2 separate regions of the Columba livia genome follow, and region 1 is linked to region 2. A link is a contact called in public Hi-C data. All regions are on one chromosome and are shown on one strand. The core of a region is the stretch at or near the end of the contact, and the rest is flanking DNA. Distances in the headings are between cores, read along the strand shown. Region 1 has its middle 50 kb from the start of SULF2. Region 2 overlaps SULF2 (sulfatase 2).

Region 1 (5,013 bases), core at 100-2,599, 140 kb after region 2:
TCTTACAGTGACGTACGTTGCTGACTAACTGGCAGTGTGTATTTGTGATGATGTAATGAATATTTGATGTAAAAAGTGTTTCTCATGGGAGCTTCTGTGAGTGGTTTGCCAGGAAAGTTCACCACCACTTCTGAGAAGTTAACTCTTGAGTGCTCGAGGGGATGGTACATTCCTCCCCTTACTCTGCCGGGTTCTTGGTTGTGAAAATCACCATATATCTTTTGAATTGAGATTTCTAATGTACAAGGTTTTGAGCATATTTTCACAAATAACATTAACATACAGCTGCTGAATGCCAGCTGGAAATGTGTTGTTCTTTCTGCAATATGCAGATGTGATTAGTGCTAAAAATAATACCTAACTGAAAGCTCTGGGGGCTGTATATCTTTCCAATAATTTGTCTTTCTTTCAGACATCAAAGAAATCATGAAAATAGTCACAGAAACGTTAAAAGAGCTCAGCTGTATTCCGTTACCTGCAGTGTCATTTTATCCGCGTTGCTCCAGCAGGCTGTTTTCTAGATTCCTCCCCCTCCCCTGAACGCCCTGTCTGCCTTTCTGAGTCTTTCCGAGCTTCCCTGTTTGGCGAAGGGCATTACCGCCCCCTCCTGGCCGGCGGGCCCGGGGGCGCCCGGCGGGGCGGTGCGGGCCGGGCCGGGCCGTTGTACCCCGTACCCCGTCAGTCTGGCCGCTGCGAGAACAGAACGCGTCGCGCCGGCCGGCGGCAGCGGGTCCCGGCGGCAGCGGGTCCCGGCGGCAGCGGGTCCCGGCGGCAGCGGGTCCCGTGCTCCCTGACCAGTCTGAGACTTGTGTGCGGTTCCGTCCTTGGTGTAACATGTGAGTAGAGACGAGTCGGTTACCTGTGCTATGTGTATCTCTCCATGGACTCCACATGCAAGAAGAATTTTGGCCAGAAGCTGGCACTTCTTCCTCAGCAGCAAGACTAGGAGCAACATTAATCTTATATTTGTTTATTCATAGTTTCCATTCACATTTTCAATGAAGTGCCGCAGTCCCTTCCTCCCCACTGGACAGTCTGTGGGGCTTTCAGGATAAAGGACTTTGTGTGTTTTGGTTTTTTTTTTACAATCTGTTTTTTTTCTTTACAATCTGGTGTATTGTTGTCTCTGTTCTACAGCATCCTGTGTTAAATCATCCTGTAGCACTTACTGCAGGGTTGATCTGAATGCAGAGCCGACTTCTCCTTCCCTTATACGGACTGGACTGTCGCTGCTTTCAGTGGAGGCGCCTTTTAAAGAGAATTAGCCAAAGGCATTTTAGATACTGTTGCTGTGATTCATCTGTAGGATTAGCTATCGATCCCTTAGCGGTGATTTTAATTTTAATATCAAATGATCGTTCTTCCTGTAAGGAAGGTGGCTTAAACAGGAGAAAATGCATCCTGATGTGGTTTTGTGCAGCAATCATCTCTTACAGTGTTTTCAATCAGGAAATGAAAGTGTCAGTGTTCCCTGTGGCAGTCCTGTGCTCTTCACTGCTTTGTGGAAAAGGGAAAAAATCAGGTGATGAAAACATACCATCCCTCTTACCCCTGCTCCGTCAGAGAGCGGACCTGTCGCGTGTTTTATTGCAGGAGCTGATGAGCTGTAAGTGATTGCTGAGAGAGAACAGATCGTGCACTTAGCCTTACCATCTGACTTAGTTAATCTTCCGAAATGCAATTTGTTCTGAGTGCTGACTGGGGTGAATCTAATGGAACACAGGGTTAAAGTGAGAAACTGGAAACTAATGAAATTGTAGCTTTAATTCCACTGCTGATTGGAAGTTGGGACGTTTCCTGGGACCTTTATCAAAAGAGACGCAGTACCTGGGAGTGGAGTTTTGTGAGTTGTGGCTACTTGTCATTAAGACTTTCCCTCTGCCTGCTTTGATGTCTGGAAAAGGCTGTTGGAAACAGCAGGGGTTTTACTTGCTGCCCAATGCTGGTATTTCCATGAGATTTGATGTATTTTACAATTTTGAGTATCCATGAATAAAAGCTACCTGGTAATGAGGAATGAAGCTAAAAATTTGGAGTTTCCAATGGCTTTTTTAGTCACTCTAGGACCAGACTGTGATAGTTAAGGCAGATTCCAAACAGATATTTTGAATGGAGAAAACTCCTGGACCGGAGGAGATGGGGCGGTGGGGAAGCCCGGGGTGGGGGGGGCGGTGGGGAAGCCCGGGGGGGGCGGTGGGGAAGCCCGGTGCTGCCCACCCGGCAGCTTCCCGGGGGCGCAGCGGCTGCGGGACGTGGAGCGGGCGGCTCCGTGACACCCACGCCGCGCGTCGCCGCTCCCCGGCACCTCCTCAGGTGCCTCCACAGTGTGCGGGGCCTGAGTCCTAACAATAACTCTTCGAGCGTTTAAGACTCGGGGGCACCATAGAATTAATAAGGTTTTCTGCTATGGTTTCTTGTCCTTTCCTAATGATTCTGTTGTTTCTTTGCGGTTGCCAGGGCGCTCTGAACTGCTGTTTGCAGAGAATGGGCCACAAGAACCAACAAAGCTTTTCCAAAGCGTATCAAATCTAAAACCTCTCATTGTACATCCATTGCCTAATGCCTGTTTTATGTGTGACCAATACTCTGCAGTTACTGATAGTGAATTTTAGTTGCCATTTAATCCTTTCAGCAGTCATTACTGCAGCATTCTTCCGCAGCTCTTTTCTATTGCCTTTGGGTTTCATAATCCTAAATAACATTTTATCATATGAAATTTTTTCACACCATTGGTGAACAAGTCCTGGCACATCCCAAGCCAGATCGGAGAAGTGTAGTGCTGATCATACCCATCCTTCCTGAAAAGTACCGTTTGTTTCTTGTCTTTCTACAATTTTAATGCAGTCATTTCAGATAGAATTGGACCTCTGAGATCTTCTTATTTCCCAGCTGTACAGAGAGGAAATAGTGCTTCCTGCTTTATAGGGATGCTGTGGACATAAATACATTTCAATATGATTGCAAGCTACTCGGCAGCTGCAGTCAGAGGAGAACAGAGCGAGTGTTTGGTCCGAGCCCGGGGCTGGTCGTTGTTACAGGGATCTCCTGAGCACGGCAGGGGAAGCTCATCGCCCTGCGGCACGATGTCCCAGGTGGGCATCCCGCAGCAGCCGGGGCAGGCGCAGCGAGATCGCGGGTGAGCGCGGCGCCGTGCTGGAGCCGCGGCTGTGACGCCGTGCTGGAGCCGCGGGAACGTGGTGCTAAATCAGAGTAGTGTCAACACCCCGAAGATCCCGAACAGCTGACAAACTTCTCTTCTGAACTTCCTAGTTATCTCGCCTTTATAAAAATAAGTGAAGCACCGCCGTGGTCTAGACGGCATCTCAAAACCCCAGTGTAATTCTCTAATGAGAAATATTAATAAATGTGGTCTATAAAGCACTTCTGGTTAATGACATTATACTGGCTCCTCCTTTTCATCTCCATCTGTTAAATTGCTTTAAAAGGCAATTAAGTTGCCTTCTAGAGTTAGATTGCTTTAAAATGTAAAAGTACTTCAACTATTTTCCTGATCTTGCCTTCCTGTGTGAGCCAAGGCTTTCAGGCCTTGAACGATGCTCTGCTACCACGAGAGAACGCCTGGAGGTTGGGGAGACAGGGCAGGGACAGGCGAGAATTCGGTGAGTGTTCAGTCCCCACTCCCACCTGCCCATCGTTGCTGGGCTTGTGCTAGATATGCTCAGGAGCATTGGGATTCCGTTGAATTTATGGACTCTACTTTTTGTTTACACCAGAGCAAGCAAAATAAATTATTCTTTCAGAAAACCTTAATAAACCCCCCGAAAAATAAAACAGAGCTGAGTTGGTGTGGGATCAGTGATAAATGGCGCATCCTTTGCAATCGCTCTTTCCAAGCGAGGCATCCATGTGGCAGCTTCATTAACTTCCCTGCAATAATTTGCAGATAAATTCAATCCAAAAAAGCACAAGTATTCAAGCACCAGTAATAATATGAATTTGATTTTTGCACATTAAAACTGTGATAAAGCCATACTAATTATTTTTAATTATCTCAAGATGGAAATACGTCACTCATGTAAGTAATTATGTAAGCAATTTAAAGCTGATTAAATAATAATGATTCCTTGCTCATTGCCTTCAAAGTGCCTATAACCAAATCTAATTTTAAGCAGGATCAAGAAAATAATAATCACTTGATTCAAACATTAGTTACTAATTTTAATCCTAATTCATTAAAAACAGACCTATTTTTTTGCAGACTCTGCAGGGCATTAATTGACATTTTACCAAATGAGTCATTATTTTGGCATGGAGGAGTGTTTGTCAAACGGCGCCTCAGGACTGCCAGAGCGATGCGAGGAGCTCCGCGGGGGCTTCTCCCAGCAGCGTCCCCGTCTGCCGGGGCTCGGCTCCTCCAGGGCGGCTGGAAGAGCAGCGGTGACGTTGCTGTTCCCGCGGCCCAGGGGCGGCTGCTGGGTCTGTTACCGGCCGTGGGACAGTAATCGGAGGAAAAGGTGTCCGGCAGCACAGAGCGTTGGTGAGGACACACGGAGCAGGGTAGGGACAGTTCAGGTCAGTTCAGAAGTGTCAGAATGAGGTTTATTGCTTTCTTTCAGTTGAGCTGGAAATGGATAATCTGAGTAACTTGTTCAGTATTTGGTCCTGGGAGGTACGGGCGCGTACAGCCCAGCTGCTCCAGGACTGCGGGTTTGGTGGTGGCTGCGTGTGCCGGGTGTTGTTTTGGTTTTTGTCCTTTTTGTCTAGGCTGTTTGTGCTGGCTGCCCTCCTTTGTTAGGAACTGGGGGCAACACAGAAACCTCCAAATCGTTCCTATTGCTCTGAACTGGCATGATTCACTCTTTTGCCCTGTTGGATTAAGGTGGTTGGTTTCTGAATTTGAAATCCTTATGCTTACTTATTTTTCCAATTTTTGTCTTCCTCCTATGTAAAGTAGCCTCTGAAACAGAATAGTATCTCTAAAGACTTGAGGCATGACCATACAGCTCTGTGTAACCTGCTAGTAAGAGAGGGGCTCTGAGAAGACCACACAAA
Region 2 (4,989 bases), core at 1,496-3,995:
TTTTTAATGGTTCTATGCAGGAACAAAACCAACTGAAACACTGCAGAGCAGCCATACAAATAGAGCAGGTGTGTCAATCACAGCAACAATCCAGCCGTGTCTGAACTTCAACCCGTACAAAACTTTTCTCTCATTAATTCTGATTGGTTCTAAAGCCACTCCTGGATCTCTTCAGCTAGACTCAAGAGTCACCACTGCAGGAGCAAACCCCTTGGCAAGGTGAGAACGCTGTGCTGTGCCAACTAACACACCTGTACATATTTTTTTCATCACTCAATTTGAAAGCACCGTATGATTTGTAATGAACAGAAGCCTCGACCCGCTGCTGAAGGGGAGACTGAGCGCCAGTGACCGGTGCGGCAAAGGGCACTCTGTCTTTAAATCTGTATCTCGCCCTTGGGCTCTGGAAAGTCGAGAACTGAACATCGTCTTCAAGATGTAAAGGGCAGTTACGTAAGCAAACAGCAATCTTGGATTTTACTATAAAATCAGAATAAAACAAAATGTACAGATCTGTCTTGTAGTCTGCTTGCTGTTCTAACTTGCTTTTTTTCTGCATATAAAGCAAGAAAATATATTGCATTCTCTCTAAGAAATTCCCATCAGTTCTGCTCTTTCTGGCAGAGACCACGAGGTGGCTGCTACAGGTTGAAATTTAGGCAAAACCAGCACCACGGTCTCCAAGTTTTTACCGGCAGTCAACCAGAACTTCTTCACCTGAGCACCCGCCTTCGCTCAAGGTGGAAACTGCCCTGACCTTACTGCTCCTGCGTTCCCAGAAAACGTCCACCCCGAGCTGCTGTACCGCAGCAGTTCCCTGTAACGATGGCAGCATTGTATTTCTTGCATAATCTACAAGATTTCCCACTCCAGCATCCCATGAGAATAGAAGGTTGTTAGAAAAGCGCTGCATGCAAAGGGAGAAGCGAGGGAAGGACAGGGCAGCGAAAGCTGAATGCTTTTCATTCCCTGCTCCCAACTCACAGTGACTTGGCAGACGATGGTCTCCTCACGTCTGGCCACTTTCGACGCTGAAACTGCCTAATTTTCAAGCAGCAAAAGGAGAAAAAAGTTAACCATCACCAAGCAAACCACCAGCGCCACAGTCTGGAAGATGAGGAAGGAGACAAGTTTAGCCTGAATTTTGACCCAGATTAGAACATGCTGTAGCGTCGGAACAGAAATAACGCTGGCGCTCCAAATAACGGGTGGAAACAGCCTGCGAACGCCGTTCCGGGCCGCGTCTGTCCTGAGGTTCCCAACCCCTTGCTCCTCGCTCCTTTAGCACCAAGGTGGTACTTAAGCATAATAATTTAACTTTAAAAGAATGTACCTGTATTGCTCGTAGCTTCCATCTTTAAGTCCTAGATGGGGAAAAATGAATGACATTACTAACCAAACCATTGCCTGCAGCAGAATAAAGTATCGGGTAAGGCACAGTTCTTTAAAAGACCTAAGCATGTTAACAGATTAATGTGTATTGCCGTGACAAGTATTTCCACACATGTCAACTGGAGCTGCTATTTTTTGTATTTAATCCCTTATTCTAGGTAAAACAGGTTGTAAATTGGGATAGATACGTTTGAATCTTTTCTGTAAATGTCCTTCAGTGGTGTATTTAAATGCCAGAACCTGTTGATTTCAAAATGTACAGTTCTACATGGTGCACATATTAAATAAGACCCGAAACAATATTTTGGGCTTTGTCGCACTCAGATAACAGCATTTTTGGGTGGAGGTGTTGAAGCTCTAAAGGTTATGATTTTCTCGAAAATAGCATTTCGTATGTCAGCTTAATTGTACTAAAGGGTATAAGAAATGCAATTTAGAAAGAAATACATCTTGGCAATAATCCTCACTACACTACTGAAGTATTATTCTTAAGAAACATTACATGGCACAAATTGAGCAAATATAAAACACGGAGCATGCAGCCATCAGCCTCGGCAGGACATTCCAGTACAAAGAAACACTGCAATCCTTCTGACCAATACGTTTTATACTGAAGTAAGAACCCGTTTCCTTGAGTGTAACGGGAGCGGCACTTACCCAAATCCATGCTCCTGGTTCTTGGGTTGCACTGTTTATGCCCTTTGCAGCTTCTTAGTTCCATGAGCTGGACGTGCAGTTGATTGAGAACGTCTCTATCGAGCGTATTCACCGCATTAATCAGCTGCGATAGACAGGGGTTCCTGTTAGTAACTAGTGCTCGGTAGTTTGGTAACTTTCGTATATGGAATACATGTGGTTTACTTGTAACAGGAAAGAAGTAAATCATACTACGTTCAATGATCAGGCCTATCTAGAATACGTCCTGCACCAATCCCGCACCACTTCACCTTATCATCAGTAAGGAACAATGAGAGCTGTTCCGTGATCACATACCTGATATGGATCGGTATTGAGATCAAAATACTCCAAAAATCCAGTAGCAAATTCACAAAACAAGAAGTTGTGGGTCTCGTTGATTGTCCTCAGACACCAGTACGTGTTGTTGTTGGCGCTGGTACAGGCACAGAAAGGGCCCACTGCAAATTGAAGAGTTATAGAACATGAGCTGCATGCCGCTGTCTCGAGGCGCTGTGACGATCATCTTTGTCTCTGGCATTGCGTATCCACAGACAGCTCCTCTCTCCCCGCGGGCTCCGAAGCAGAGAACACGTCCCAGCGCTGGTTCTGCGCGCCCGGCCCAGGCGGCAGCGCTGGCCGAGCACCCGCTGCTTCCGTCCGCTCTCCCCGGGAGCCGTCCGGACGCGGGGATACTGCGCACGTTTGTGCTACACGCAATACCTGCAGGTTCTTATCTGCAAGCGGTTTTCATTTAACTGCCTTGCCTTTTGCGCAAGGATAACGCCAACACACACCCAGATCGCTCAGTATGCGGAAGGCTGCGTAGCGGAACAGGTAACTCCTCGTAACCCGGCGCGCGGCCGCGGCTCCCCGTGTCCTTACGTGTCCAGAGCGGAGCGGTTTGCCAGTGCTGGTTGTCGTGGGTGAAGCAGGTCAGACCGGGCATGCTGCACGTGTCATTGTTCTTTATTCTCTTCAGCAGTTTGCGCAGCTTCTTCTTCCGCCGTTGCTCTCTGAGCAGCCACAGCCTGTCCTTCTCCTGTAGGGCTTTCCTGCACACATGAAACACGAGTGTCATGCAGACTCTGTTAGACTTGAACACACCTAAAAAAACGAAGCAGCTAATAAAATAAGTGCCTGTGAGGGAAAGGAAGAACTGGTATGTTTTAATCAAATGGTTTCTCTTCCAAATGGTTCTGGAATTCAGTGCAATTCAATGGCACTGAAAAAAAATGAAGCCAAAGAGGCTTACAGGCTTGCCTGAAGTCTGCGATGTGACACTTCCAAACCAGGTACCTTATATCCAGAGTTTACAGGCATTTCAACAAAGACTTCGTTCCCTGCCCTGTCCTGTGTGTTTGTTCTCTTGAATACAGGATAAATGAAATACTGCCCCTCTTGCTTAGTTTGTAACTTGTGTGCATGGACCTTGTGTTCACTTCTTTGTATTTCCTTTTTCACTTACTTGAAAGGATGAAGACTGGATCCCTTGTGCCTCAGTTTGCTCCTGTGTTTTGAATGGTAACTGGAAAATAAAACCAGCATTGTTGATGAACAACAGAGAGACAACACTCCTGTTCACAGCACACTTCTGCACTGGATCTGAAGCAGATTTAATGCAGTGTCGCTTCAATTCATTCATTCGGGGTATGTGGGGAGCGCAAAGCAGCCCCGTGACGCTGCAATACGGATCAGCTACAATTTCCAACGTTAGTTGTCATTGGTTCTTGTTCCCCTACACGGGGCAGATTAAAATCAATAGACTTTTAACTCAATTACAACATTTCTTCAACTAAATACTCACTAATTTGTTCAGATGATAAGATGACAAGCATCTTCCTGTCATTTTCCTTCTGAATGAAAGAATTTCAATACCAGGTGTACTTGGTAGGGTTGGTGTTTGTTTGGGGTTTTTGTTTGTTCTCCCCATTATCACTACCTGGACGTTCCAGGAAAACTTTCACAGGATGCACGGGACGGTGGTGCCTACGCGCTCGGATAGGGAGGGCGCAGGAGGCGGCCAGACGGCTGCCCAGCTCCTCCCCCGCGCGGCCGACGGAGCAGCGTCAGCCAGCACCGCGGCACCCGGGGGTCCTGAGCCCTCCTGGGGGGGCACCGCCACCGCCGCGCACTCAAACAGTGGCTCCCGAGTGCGCAAGAAATACCTGAGCTTGTGACAGTCGCACTCCTCAGGCCGCTTCTTCTTCAGATGACCTCTCACCTCCCTCAGGTTTTTTATTTTATTTTGCAAAGTTTCAATCTAAAATAAATAAATAAATAAAGATACCAGTTAAAAAAATACATCCGGATTTAGCCTTTTTCTGACCTGCTCAAACCCATTCTATTGTCACCAAATGCTTCCTTTTCAGCACCTCCCACGAATCCCAGTCCCACCATTAACAGCGGGAGGCGCGTCCCTGCTCCGGTCCCTGCTCCGGTTGCCGCTGTGCCGAGGAAGCGCGGGGACGGGGACACGCAGCCCACGCACCCTCCTGCTGCCACGGGACCTCATCCTGTGCTCCCCAGCGCATCGGCAAGGGGAGAAGGTGACTCAAAGGAAAATGAAGCCCTTAAACTCCAGCCCGTTACGCAGCTGCGAAGGGGACGGGGAAGCTCTGCAGCCTGCTCTTCAGAGCTGCTGAGGACGCGGCGCAGCAGCGCTCCTCACTCTGCACGGCAGCCTTTGGCGGTGCCCGCCCGCACAGGACATGGATCAGCAGCTCATTGCGCCACAACACCGTTTATTTTTAACTGCCCATTTTTTTTTCAGGAAATGAAACTCTTGCTTTGTTCAGCCCAGCACACAGCACAGCCCATTTCCACCCAGATGGGTGTTACGGGCTTCTACTCCAGTTCATTACACAGCAGAAAAAACAGAGTAATCCAGCATGACCAACAAAGTCACTGCAAAACCACCAC

Evidence for each region. A called contact is a pair of places that touch in the nucleus more often than the background predicts.
Region 1: a Hi-C map of liver shows a contact between it and region 2, with 2.9 times the contacts expected there. The contact joins two enhancer-like sites. A contact is called at or near these places in 2 of 2 Hi-C or Micro-C datasets (crop and liver).

The regions. Positions count from the first base shown.
Region 1 is chr16:557,447-562,459 of bColLiv1.pat.W.v2, forward strand. No RefSeq gene overlaps it. Among named protein-coding and RNA genes, the nearest start is that of SULF2, 50 kb to the left of the region's middle. Within about 2 kb of position 1,350, at least 1 of the 3 cell types and tissues checked has an H3K27ac peak away from gene starts, as active enhancers do.
Region 2 is chr16:413,841-418,829 of bColLiv1.pat.W.v2, forward strand. It overlaps SULF2 (sulfatase 2), which reads right to left. Exons shown (of 23, transcript XM_065031731.1): 16 at 4,236-4,330; 17 at 3,536-3,595; 18 at 2,953-3,122; 19 at 2,386-2,528; 20 at 2,050-2,173; 21 at 1,334-1,364; 22 at 985-1,041. Among named protein-coding and RNA genes, the nearest start is that of NCOA3, 71 kb to the left of the region's middle. Within about 2 kb of position 2,746, at least 1 of the 3 cell types and tissues checked has an H3K27ac peak away from gene starts, as active enhancers do.